2 separate regions of the Hordeum vulgare genome follow, and region 2 is linked to region 1. A link is a contact called in public Hi-C data. All regions are on one chromosome and are shown on one strand. Each heading gives the region's core, a stretch centred on a gene start, on an enhancer-like site or on the middle of the called end of the contact. The rest is flanking DNA. Distances are from core to core; before and after follow the strand shown. Region 1 has its middle 360 kb from the start of LOC123395751. Region 2 holds the start of LOC123395458 (heavy metal-associated isoprenylated plant protein 32-like).

Region 1 (5,925 bases), core at 2,280-4,779:
TTTCATGATGATCTCATCGGATGAACCACGATGTTGGGGATTCAATCAATCGCGTATGCAATTCCCTTTGTCTATCGGTATGATACTTGCCCGAGATTCGATCGTCGGTATCCCTATACCTTGTTCAATCTCATTACCGACAAGTCTCTTTACTCGTTCCGTAACACATCATCCCATGGCTAACTCCTTAGTCACATTAAGCTCAATATGATGATGGATTATCGAGTGGGCCCAGAGATACCTCTCCGTCACACGGAGTGACAAATCCCAGTCTTGATTCGTACAACCCAACAGATACTTTCGGAGATACCTCTAGTGCACCTTTATAATCACCCAGTTACGTTGTGACGTTTGATACAACCAAAGCACTCCTACGATATTCGGGAGTTGCACAATCTCATGGTCTAAGGAATGACACTTGACATTAGAAAAACTTTAGCAGATGAACAACACGATCTACTGCTATGCTTAGGATTGGGTCTTGTCCATCACATCATTCCCCAATGATGTGATCCCGTTATCAATGACATCCAATGTCCATGATCAGGAAACCATGATCATCTATTGATCAGCGAGCTAGTCAACTAGAGGCTCACTAGGGACACATTGTGATCTATATATTCACACATGTATTAGGATTTTCGGTTAATACAATTATAGGATGAATAATAGACAATTATCATGAACTAGGAAATATAATAATAACCACTTTATTATTTGCTCTAGGGCATATTTCCAAGAGCCGTCCCCGCCCGCAGCCACCGCCGCAAAGCGTTCCACCACTTGCGCCAGCCACGTCCAGGAAAGGCCCACATCTGGTCGGCCCCACCCATAGCCGACGCCGCACACCCACCGAAGGCACCTCACGCCTCGTTCCGTCCTTGCTACGCGTGCCTCGCCCCGTCCTTGTTGTGTGTGTCGTATTCCTCCTTCATTCGCACGCGCCCTCGTCGCATGCACCGTCGCCGCGCCTCCACCATTGTGCACGCCCTCATCGCGCCTCCTCCCATGTGCACGCCCTCGCTGTGCATCTCGCGAGCGCGAGCCCCCACGCCGCCTTGGCCCCATCCCACGTCGTCCATGGCAGGAGTCGTGTCGTCCGACACACGCCGCGCAAGAAAGTAGGTGAAAATGGAAAGGGCCCCGCCGCCACCTTCACAGGAGCCGGCGTCGACTTGCTCGGCCGCTCCTCTCATGAGGGCGAGCCGAGGGGAGGGAGGAGAGGGGGTTGGACGCCTCGATCTAGGGTTATCCCATGTCGCTGGGGGATTAGCTTCCTCCCTTAGGCCAACTCAAGCGCGCGACCCCATCCGGTCCGGGTGCGTCCGTTTGGGGTAAAACGGACAAATAGCGCGGCCCAACACGCGGCCCTAAATGGACAAATGTACGTTTTCAACCCATCCCCACACAAAACATGCGCGGCGTTTGGGGAGAAACAGACGGCGCGCAGACGGGTGGGATGCACACCCTTGTCCTCCCCTGGCCCGCCTGTCGGGGACTCTGTCGATTCATTCCCACAAGCCTCAACCGGCCCTCCCGACCCAACCCCGTCGTCGGCACCGCCACTATTATCCGGTCGCCAACGACGCCCATCGACAACGGCAGCTACCGTCGGGGGTGCTACGGAGCGACATGTAGCCGGCCGCCATCCGCCCCCGCTGCCTCGAGGTGATTCACGGCCTCTTCGCTATCACGACCGCAATGTGTTTGACACTTTGCCCACAAAGGTATGGACAGTGGAGATGAATTTTTCTTCAACCATTTCATTTTTTCATCGGATGATTCGTCCTCGGATGACGAAGAACTTGTGGTGGCTGCACTAGTCGTTCATGACCACATTAAAAGGCAGCGGCCGCTGTACAGGGAGCCAATGCCTGACCGTGCGCCCAACCTGAACCGCACGAGAGAGAGAGAGAGAGCGAGGCCACGGCTTGCTCTATGGTGAATACTTTCAGAATACCGCACTCTTCAAACCAGAGAAATTCCATCGCCATTTTCTTATGTCAAGGCATGTGTTCAATCGCATCCGTGAGGGATTGGTTCAGCATGACCCATTCTTTGAGTGCAAAACGGATGCCCTTGGCAAGCTTGGATTCTCCTCTTATAAAAAATGCACATCTGCCATTCGCATGCTTGCATATGGAATTCCAGGCGATCTTGTCGATGAGTACGTGTGCATGAGTGAGTCCACATGTCTGCTGTCAATATACAACTTCTGCAAGGCCGTGGTAGTGGTGTTTGGCCCCGAGTACTTCAGGCAGCCAAATGCCGATGACATAGAAAGGTTGTTGGCGATCAACGCCGATAGAGGCTTTCCGGCATGCTCGACAACATAGATTGTATGCACTCGGAGTGAAAGAACTGTCCATTTGCTTGGCAGGGCCAGTACAAGGGGCATGTGAAAGCGTGCACTATCATATTAGAAGCGGTGGCTTCGCACAATCTTTGGATATGGCATTCTTTCTTCGGCATGGCTGGTTCTCACAATGATATCAACGTGCTGCAGCATTCCCCAGTGTTCGCTAGGCTTGCAGAAGGCCACTCTCCACCTGTCAACTTTGAGATCAATGGCCACCACTACAACAAGGGATGCTACCTGGCTGATGGTATATATCCTCAGTGGTCATCTTTTGTGAAGACAATCTCAAACCCCCAAGGAGAGAAGAGAAAGAGATTTGGCCAAATGCAAGAGAGTGCTAGAAAGGGTGTGGAGCGTGTTTTTGGTGCGCTTCAATTCCGATGGGGTATCGTTCGAAACCCTGCATTGACATGGGATGAAGGGAAGCTCTGGAAGGTTATGACTGCTTGTGTGATCATGCACAACATGATCGTCGAGGACGAGCGTGATGACTCCATTTTTGACCAAGGATTTGAGTTTCAAGGTAAAAATGTTGTGCCCCTGCACCAAGAACCGGCCACGTTTGAGCAGTTTACCCTATTCCATCATGAAACCCGTGATTGGCACACTCATTTGCAGCTTCAAAATGACTTGGTTGAGCACATGTGGGATCATATTGAAAACCAATAGATGTATTGGTTAATTATCTTTATTCAAGACAATTTCGATTTAGTTGTAAAACTATTTTATTCGAGGCAATTTTGATTGGGTTGTAAAATTATTTTTATTAGAGAGAATTGATATTTGGACATGCAAACTTGTTTAAAATAGTAATAAATATGAATATACGTCATATTGACCTTGGCGAACAGGATGCGACCGAAGGATGCGTTCGCGCGTTGGGCCACGGCCACCGCATCGGAGGACAGGCCCAGACACGACTCCTTGTCTGCTCTTAAACGGACAAAATCCGAACCAAACGGACGTTTGGATGGGGTCGCGTGGTGGAGTTGGTCTTGGCTACCTAAGCTGCTTTTGTGCTCCTGCATGTCAGCATCTTGACCATGTTATTTGGAGCAGCACCAGTATTCTTTCTACAGGGAGATTCTTGTGGTCGCCACATGGATGTGACGTCTCACCTATCTATCATGCATGGCATTTGATAGTGTTTTTCGACCATGCAACCACACATGTGCTGTCAGGGATTGACCGGATCGAATAAACGTAGGCCATCTGTAGATGGGGCCCATGGGGGGCTGGATCGTGCAGTTGAATACGTAAGCTAATCGGAAGAGATTCAAAGCAAAGTTGCTGCTTGTGGCGAGGCAGCAGGCATCGTGGTTTCCAAATAGCGTTTCCACTTGGTACTTCGATCGTTATCAGTAGAGTTTCAATTCCCCCAACAACCAAGTTGCTCACTCTCTATAGCTGCGTGACCCCTAGGACAGCCACCCTTCACAAATGATAACATACGTCGAAGGCTATGGATATATAGAGAGAGGGCAAGGGAAAAACACAAGTTTTTCTTTGCTTTCCTATTTCATGGGCACAACCTTTTTAGCCTCAGAAAATAAAAGGAAAGCATTCATGTTTTTACAGCATTACTATAGTACTTGCAAGCGAAGGAGAAAAAAAGACGAGAAAAACTTGCAACTGGGCAAAAAAGAAGAAAAAAAATATGATGAGGAGGAGACTGGCATGCATAATGGCGGATGCATGTTTAGCTTTAGGCGCAGGGACGAAGCAGAATGGCCCGCCCAGAAGAGTCTCGCTACGCTCACACCAGTGTGATGTGAGCATGAGCACCGAACGCACTTTTACAAGCGCTTGTTTGACGGGTTGGTATGCGCAGCCGGCACCTGTGGCTCGGGGCCTCTGGGCCAACCGCACGGGAACCGACGAGCGCCCGGAGGTGAGGTGACTGAAGAAAAGGGTCAAACCGGGGCGGGGCGGGGCGGGGCCGGGCCGGCCACCGCAATCGCACCAAAGGTACCGAACCATGTTGCACATTCTTCGGTCTCTGCCCCGTTTTTGTCTCCTGCCCTGCTAGCGTGTGCCTTTTCCCATTTTTTAAGGTCTGGAGACTGTTGGGACTTGGAAGAACATGCCGCATATACTGGTGCTCCATATGCGCGCGCTTGCGTGCGGCAGAAGTGCACAACAACACACAGAGCCGCCGAGGGATGGATAGTATAGATGCCTTTGCCGAGTACGAGTACGAGTACGAGCACGAGTACGAGCACACATATCCATATCATAGTTTCACGTGATTGATGGACCTGTGGTCAAACCGACCGTCCGTTAAAAGGCGTGGAGAGAATCTACGGCTTCTGTTCGTCAAATTTACAACAACCCGCGTCAGGCTGGGCCATAAAGATGATTTTTTCACTGTTTTGATCCTTAAGGCGCAAGTTCATCACGTAACGAACTCGGTTCGAAAGTATTTCACGTTTTGACCCTTTTGAAAACGTCATAGGCCGTGGCGTTGCAGACCTTATGCCAAACGCGAGTCTACTGGACGTTGCAGGCCTCATGTGCAACGCCAGTCCACTGGACGTTGCAGCCCTTAGCAGAAACGCCAAGGAGGCTGGCGTTGCAGGCCTCATAAGTAACTGCCCCGCGTCCCTTCGTCCACCTCCAGATCTTTCTTCCTCTTTCTCTACGAAAAAGCTCTCCCTCCTCCTCCAGATCCCCCCTTCGATCTCCCTCCTCCCCCAACCGTTTTGTTGGTTCTTTGGGGCAAATCGAAGAGGCCGGTAAGCTCCTCCAATCCCTCCAATTAATTATTGCAATGATTTTGTATTTGTGTAGATTTTTTTTGCACTAGGTGTACGCATGTTTTGAAGTAAAATTTATTTTGTGATTGTTAATAGGTGTAGTTTATGGTGTGTAGATGTAGTTTTTGGTGGCTATATGTATAACCTAGGTTTTGTTCATATTATCCGCATTAGGTTTATGCCTAGGTTTAGTTTATATTATTCGAAGAGGCCGGTAAGAATTTTGTTCATATTATGTAGGATGTTTCGGCCCGATCAATATCCGGGTCTAGATGACTACTACGAGCAGAAGCATCGTGTGGTGCTAGTTGAAAGAGGAGAGGTAATTATGATTTTGTTGATGATTATTTTTATATACTCCATGATTTTTATATTTTGACAAGTTGAGTCAATTAACAAATTATGCCTTTGTTTGTTTAGGTTCCTCAACTACTTCGTTTGAGGGGGCACAACCCCAATGAAACTCTTGTATATGACCCTCGTTACGAGCCATATTTTAGAAGAATGGATCTTCTTCAATTTGCGCTAAACTTTAAAAGCACACCACCATGGTTGAACGCCACGGCCCTAACAGTACTTACGGATCGAGGGAGGCCGGAGACGCACTCTTTTCACCTTCCTCTTGGTGAGATGAGCATAACCTTGGAGGATATTGCTATGATCTCCGGGCTTCCTATCGAGGGCAGGGCTCTTACAGGGAAGGTCAGGGCCGTCGGGTGGCGACAACGGGTTGCAACATTGGTTGGTGTTGAACCCGAGCCATGGATTGATGAAACTAGGAAGGATCCTAGGCCATCCGGTGTGTTGTTC
Region 2 (5,925 bases), core at 1,698-4,197, 830 kb after region 1:
GAATGGGAACGGGAATGGGGAAGGATAAGCTGCACTGCTAGTCATGCATCCACAGCACGGAACACGCAAAGAAAGCAAAGCAAAGCAAACACATTGGCGATATGGCATGCATGCAAGAAGGAAACCACCACCTTCTTGTCCCGAATTATAAAAAAAGCACCATCATCTCTTATGACAACTATAGATTACTATACCTACCTTCGCCTTCAAGGAAGTTCAGTTTTTTTTTTTAAGAAGAAGAAAGGGTGAAAATAAGCTAAGTAATAATAAGAGAGAAAGAGAAAATAAAGGAGCGAGCTAGATGAGATGGGACTCGTTTCCCATGTATACTGACTGACTGATCGATCCAGGCAGGCAGGGTCTTTCGCACCATGACCATGATCATGATGGACGACGACGACGACGATCGAGCACCTGACTGAGAGAGTTCCTTCCGGTACCGGTAGGTTGGTTGGTTGGCTGGCTTTGAACAGAGCGGCGGCAGCGAGGAGAGAAGAGAAAGGAAAGCAACCACCGGCCACTGCACTGGGACAGCGGCGGCAGCCACCATCCATCTCCTCTCACATCACCGAGCAGCTGTTGGGGTTCTCGTCGCTGAAGTAGTTGTAAGGGTCCGCGTGTGGGTGCGGCTGCATCGGCATCGGCATCGGGTACGCCATTGGGTACGGCATAGGCGGCCGCCCGTACCCGTACCCCATCGGCATCGCCGGGTACCCCGCCGGAGCGCCACCACCGTGGCCGTGGCCGTGCCCGTTCATCATCGCCTGCTGCTGCTGCTGCTGCATCATCATCATGGCCATGTACTGCTGCTGCGCCATGGGGTTCCCGCCCGCCCCAGCGGCCTGCAGCATCTCGGCGGGACCGGACGGCATGCCGCCGCCGCCGCCCGCGGCTCCCTGGTAGAACCCAGGTGGAGGCATGCCACCGGCCGGCATGCCATGAGCGGCTCCGCCACCGCCCTGCGCGCCTCCCATGTGGGGGTGGTGGCCCATGGGCCCTCCCATCGGGCCCATACCAGGAAAGCCGGCAGCGCCCATCATGTTAGGCCTCATCATGGCCTGCTGCTGCGGCGGCATGCCCATCGGTCCACCGACACCGAGGCCGGGGCCACCGCCGCCGCCCTTCTTCCCAGGTTGGCCGGGGGCTCCTCCTCCGCCTCCGCCTCCTCCTCCTTTGCCGTTGTTCGGCTGGCCACCACCTCCATTTTTGCCACCGCCGTTGCCGTTGCCGCCCCCGCCACCTTGGTTCTGCTTGCCACCTGCGTCTTTCTTGCCACCGCCACCGCCACCGCCACCGCCGTTGTTGGGGTTCCCCTTGATCTGCACGGGGATCTCGTTGCCACCCTTCTTGGCACCATTGTTGCCGCCCTTCTTGTCTCCCCCACCGGCGTTCGGTGGCATAGCCATCGGCTTCATCATCATCTTGGGGTCGTCCAAGTAATCGTCGTCGAGGCCGTCATCGTCAAAATCATCCTCGTCGTCGAAGTCGTCGAAGTCGTCGTCGAACTCGCTGCCGTCGTCCCCAAACTCATCCTCTGGGGGGAGGTTGAACTTGACGGACTTGGGGTCCTTGACGGGCGCGGCCGCCGCGAACGGCATCTTCCCGTCCATGAACTGCGGCAGCTTCAGTCCCTTCATCTGCATCTGCTGTTGCAGCTGCTGAAGCTGCTGCGCCGTCGGCTGCGGCATCATCATCTTTGCGTCCTTGCCACCACCTCCGGCGCCGCCGCCGCCGCCTCCGCCCTTCTGGCCCTTGGCACCGCCGGCGTCCTTGGGCTGGCCCTTGCCACCGGCGTCCTTGGCCTGGCCCTTGCCACCACCATCAAGGTGGAGCTTCTGAAACTGGTTAGCCATGCCAGCCTTTGACCCCCAGAGTTGGGCTGGCTTGCCAGCCTTGGTCAGCTTCTTGATGATGGTGTCCGGATCCACCATGCCAGACACCGTCACCTTCCCCTGCTCCGGGTCTATGCTGGATTGGTAGACCCCTGACGAAGAATTCACCACATCTCCGTTAGATGAATGAAATTAACTACTAGAAAAAATGCAGAGAGAATACGCAAGAGCGCAACGGAAGCAATTAGATTAACATAACATAAAAAAAAAACTTATGTTGTCACCTTCAATCTTGTGCAGGATCTTCTTGACCTTCTTCTGGCAGCCATCACAGTGGATGTTCACTTTGAGCACGCAAGTCTGGGAATTCCGGAGGAACAGAGAACACAGGGTCACCAAAATAGCAAAACAAGGAGGTTTGGAAAACAAGATAGCAGGGGACACGGGAGGAAACACAGGTGAAAAGAAAAGCAAAGTAAAGCTGCGTGCGTGCCTAATCAATCAAGAATGGCAGCAAAAACAAGAAGGGACACGGAATGTCTTGAGTCGGGACGAAGCAAGAACGCACCTGTATCTTGAGCACTTCCTCCTTACTCATCTCTGACGACGTCGCACCCCCAGCAACCAGATCTGTCACACGGAGGCCTCAAATCAGGGCAGGAACAATTACAAACAACAACCAGGAAAACATTGCTCTCTACAAGGGGAGGGAGGGAGTGACAAGGTATGGTATGATCAGAAGGGAGAGAGAGAAGAAAAAAATGCCTTGTCGCTGGAGATAACTTGGTGTCCTGCAATATAATATCTCCTCACACACACACACTCACACTCACACACACAAAAGAAAGAAGAAGTGCGACGGAGGGAGAGAGAAAAGGAACAGGGCTTATTAGAGTTTGGGTGTTGGCTTGGTCTATTAAGCCTGTGTGGTCCAGAGATGGAAGAAGGGTTGGAGAAGGCGAGAGGAGAGGAGGACTCTCTCGCTAGCTAATGAGCACGGGCACCATCCTTCATCTGCTTACCCTTTTATTTCGACTTTGGCCTTTGGCACTGGAGCGGAAGCCTTTCCCTTTGCCCTGCCCTCGCCCTCCGCCGATTGTGTGTCAAAGAAAATCCTACTCCTACGCAATTAAATACCCTTTGTCACTTGTCAGTAAGTACAGGGAGATGTTCAACATGTGAGGGTACCCGGATGTTATACTACTAGTGCTACTGCGCTTACCGATGTCCCCCCCCCCCCCCCCCCCGTTTTCTTTTCCCTTTTTCTTTTCTTTCTTGCAAAAGCGTACATGCAAGTCTTGTACATTGTTCAACTGCCAATTTCATACTACTATCACTCCCTCTCTGTGACTTCAGTTAGACTGCAGATCCTACTATTTCTCTTGGGACGTGCACATAACTGCTCATCAGAGGAATATTTTCTCTTAAGTTTATGTGCCGCTTGTATTTCACTGCTTGGTCTAGGAACGCCAATGTGGGATGAGAAAGTGGATTTGAACCTCGACTACATATGCAAACAAGTTTCATACGGATGTTTGGTATTCCCCTGTAAACTAATATAAAAAAAATTAGATAACTAAGAAAGGTGATCTAAACACTTTTATATTACTTTACGAAGGGAATAATTGTTTAATTGAGTGCATTATGACGGCCTGGTTAAGCAAAGTGTTTTAAGATTGGGTAGAGCAAAATTCATGCAAGTCTATGTAACGTTTGGCCAACCAGAATGTTAGGATCCTCGGTGTGAGAAGACGAGCTTGCTCATTCTTATTCACAAGCAATGCTTTCCATACGTTGAGTCAAGAGGCTGGGGTGATACCTCCTTTGCCAAGAAAAAACATTACGTCAAAACCCTACGTTAGGATACATAAGCACAATCAAAACATGAGTTAGTTTATTTTTTAGCTTGGCTTAATATCCTGAGTCCGATTTGTATTGTTGTACGCGCATATTGTTAGGTTCTCAAGTTACAAGAGCACACCCTAATGCTCTCCATGCATACCGTTAGGTTTTGAATGTTTCCCGCCAATCAAAACATGAGTTAGCTCATTCTGATCAGTTTTTAACATGTAGATACCGTATGACGATAGCATGAGTACAACCAGAGTCACTAGATTTTCCGTTATAGTTTACTTCTCGCATATTTATTGACAAATGTAAAGAGTGATTGAGTTGCGTTCGTACGAAAAGTTGGATGGGTGTACTCTACCGCACATCCGACAAATCTCCACGGAATCATCCTTATTTGATATGTCAACCAACAAATTTAGTGAAAGACGTCACTGCTCATTACGTAGTGATTGTCAGGATGCAAACATGTTTCATATAGATGTTTGATGATTATTTAGTTGAATGTGTTAAGTCGACTGGTTTATGCAAAGCGCAATGAGACTCTTTTGAACAAATTCATGCAAGCTATGAAACAGTCGACCAACCAGAAGATAGTTCGATCATATTTATCAGGTTGAAACATATTTCATGCATTATGTTAGGTTGGATTGATGTCTTCTTTTCAAATAAAAGACACAGTCAAAACTTTCAATATACACGCAACGAAAGAGATGAGATAGTTCATTTTTAGCTCGGTTTAACGTTATATGTTAGAATTCTATGCAAAGCGTACCACATGTCTGATTTAATGCTTCACGTGCATAGCGCTAGGCTAGAGAGTTGTAGGAGCATGCCTTAACACTACGGATGCATACCGTTAGGTCTTGATTTATCCCGCCAACCAAAAGGTGATATACCATATTCTTATACGGCTATAATGTATAGCTACCAAGGGAGGACAACATGAGTAAAACCACACACTAGATTTTTCATTATAGCTTATTCCATGCATAGTCGTTATAAGTAAAAGCGGCGAGTGAGTGTGTAATGTGTGTACAAAAATTTACACATGTGATCTATGTAGGACAAATATCTAAAGAATTATCCCTAGTTTCTAGCGCAACCGACAATTTTAGTTAAAGACGTCATTGTTCAATAGTGATCATTCCTAAGTGTTGTTGATGTACTTCCTACTTAGAACAATATAGCATACATCTGTTATAACATATATTGTCTATAGTGCTCATCCATTTCACAACATGTGCAGGTGAGCACCAAATTGTCGTCAAGCCAATTGCAACCAACACTACTTTCCCACCTACACCGCATACCTCGTTGATCATCATATTCTTTCATTTTGTCGGGTTTTCTCAAACATAGTTGTGTTTCCTTCCACATATTTTCACTTCCGCAGCTCTACATCAGCTTTGTTCGAGCTCGCTTGAGCCCTTGTTACGCTCTCGTGGTTAGCTTTTCGCCAGCAAACCACTCACACAATCATTAACTTGCAAATATGTGTGGCGACTAGCCCACACCATCATACCAACAAAGCGATGGTTGTAATGACACGTCACTGCCACCGATACTTACTAACTTTAGACTATCGTCTTCACATCCTTCTTTACAGTATTCACATTACAATCCTAAAGACGCAAAGTGAAAAAAATGTGAAGCCTAACCCCAACCCTCACCACCATCTCGGGTTGAACAAACAAAGCGTTTGGTAGAAATCATAATATCCAAGGAGGAAAAAACGGCTTTGCACTAAACATAACATCTAATGGTTATCCTTAACGTTTCCACATTTTATATGTATGATCTTAGCACAACGGTGCTTTCCATGGATCAAATTATTTCGTGGTTGGATTTTGCTTGCTTGTCTAAGATTACCTCGTGTGTTTGGGATAGGTATTTTGTATAAATGTTTCACCATATTATTATGTATTCTCCACCTCCTTGCTAAGGATCATGTTGTTTTTCATGGGTATGTAGTCAACATCTCACATGTTAATGTACTAACTGATATCATATTTACCAACTAAAGTCATTTGGTTAACATGTTGAGGGGATGTTAATGTCTTAGTTTGACCTATTAACTCTTTGCAAGAAAAGATCGCATACTCGACATGCAGTCCCTAAGGTCCGTGTCTCGGAGTAATTACGACTTAGTCATCGTTAACATGGTGCATGCGCGCATGTTTGACATCATCGACCACACATTGTTTTTCCACCAGCACTTTAAGCTTCCCATGGAGTGCTAACA

The links. A called contact is a pair of places that touch in the nucleus more often than the background predicts.
Region 2: a contact with region 1 is called in a Hi-C map of seedling, with 2.2 times the contacts expected there. The contact joins the promoter of LOC123395458 here to the enhancer-like site in region 1. A contact is called at or near these places in 1 of 6 Hi-C or Micro-C datasets (seedling) and 1 of 1 datasets of contacts at active chromatin or transcription factors (embryo).

Annotation. Positions count from the first base shown.
Region 1 is chr5H:276,628,847-276,634,771 of MorexV3_pseudomolecules_assembly, forward strand. No RefSeq gene overlaps it. Among protein-coding and RNA genes, the nearest start is that of LOC123395751, 360 kb to the left of the region's middle. Within about 2 kb of position 3,530, at least 3 of the 3 cell types and tissues checked have open chromatin away from gene starts, as enhancers often do. A contact at or near this core is called in seedling, where this site is marked.
Region 2 is chr5H:277,459,260-277,465,184 of MorexV3_pseudomolecules_assembly, forward strand. LOC123395458 (heavy metal-associated isoprenylated plant protein 32-like) reads right to left here and starts at 2,948. Exons shown (of 4, transcript XM_045090462.1): 1 at 2,855-2,948; 2 at 2,401-2,462; 3 at 2,117-2,192; 4 at 103-1,984. The coding sequence starts at 2,430. The coding sequence ends at 561.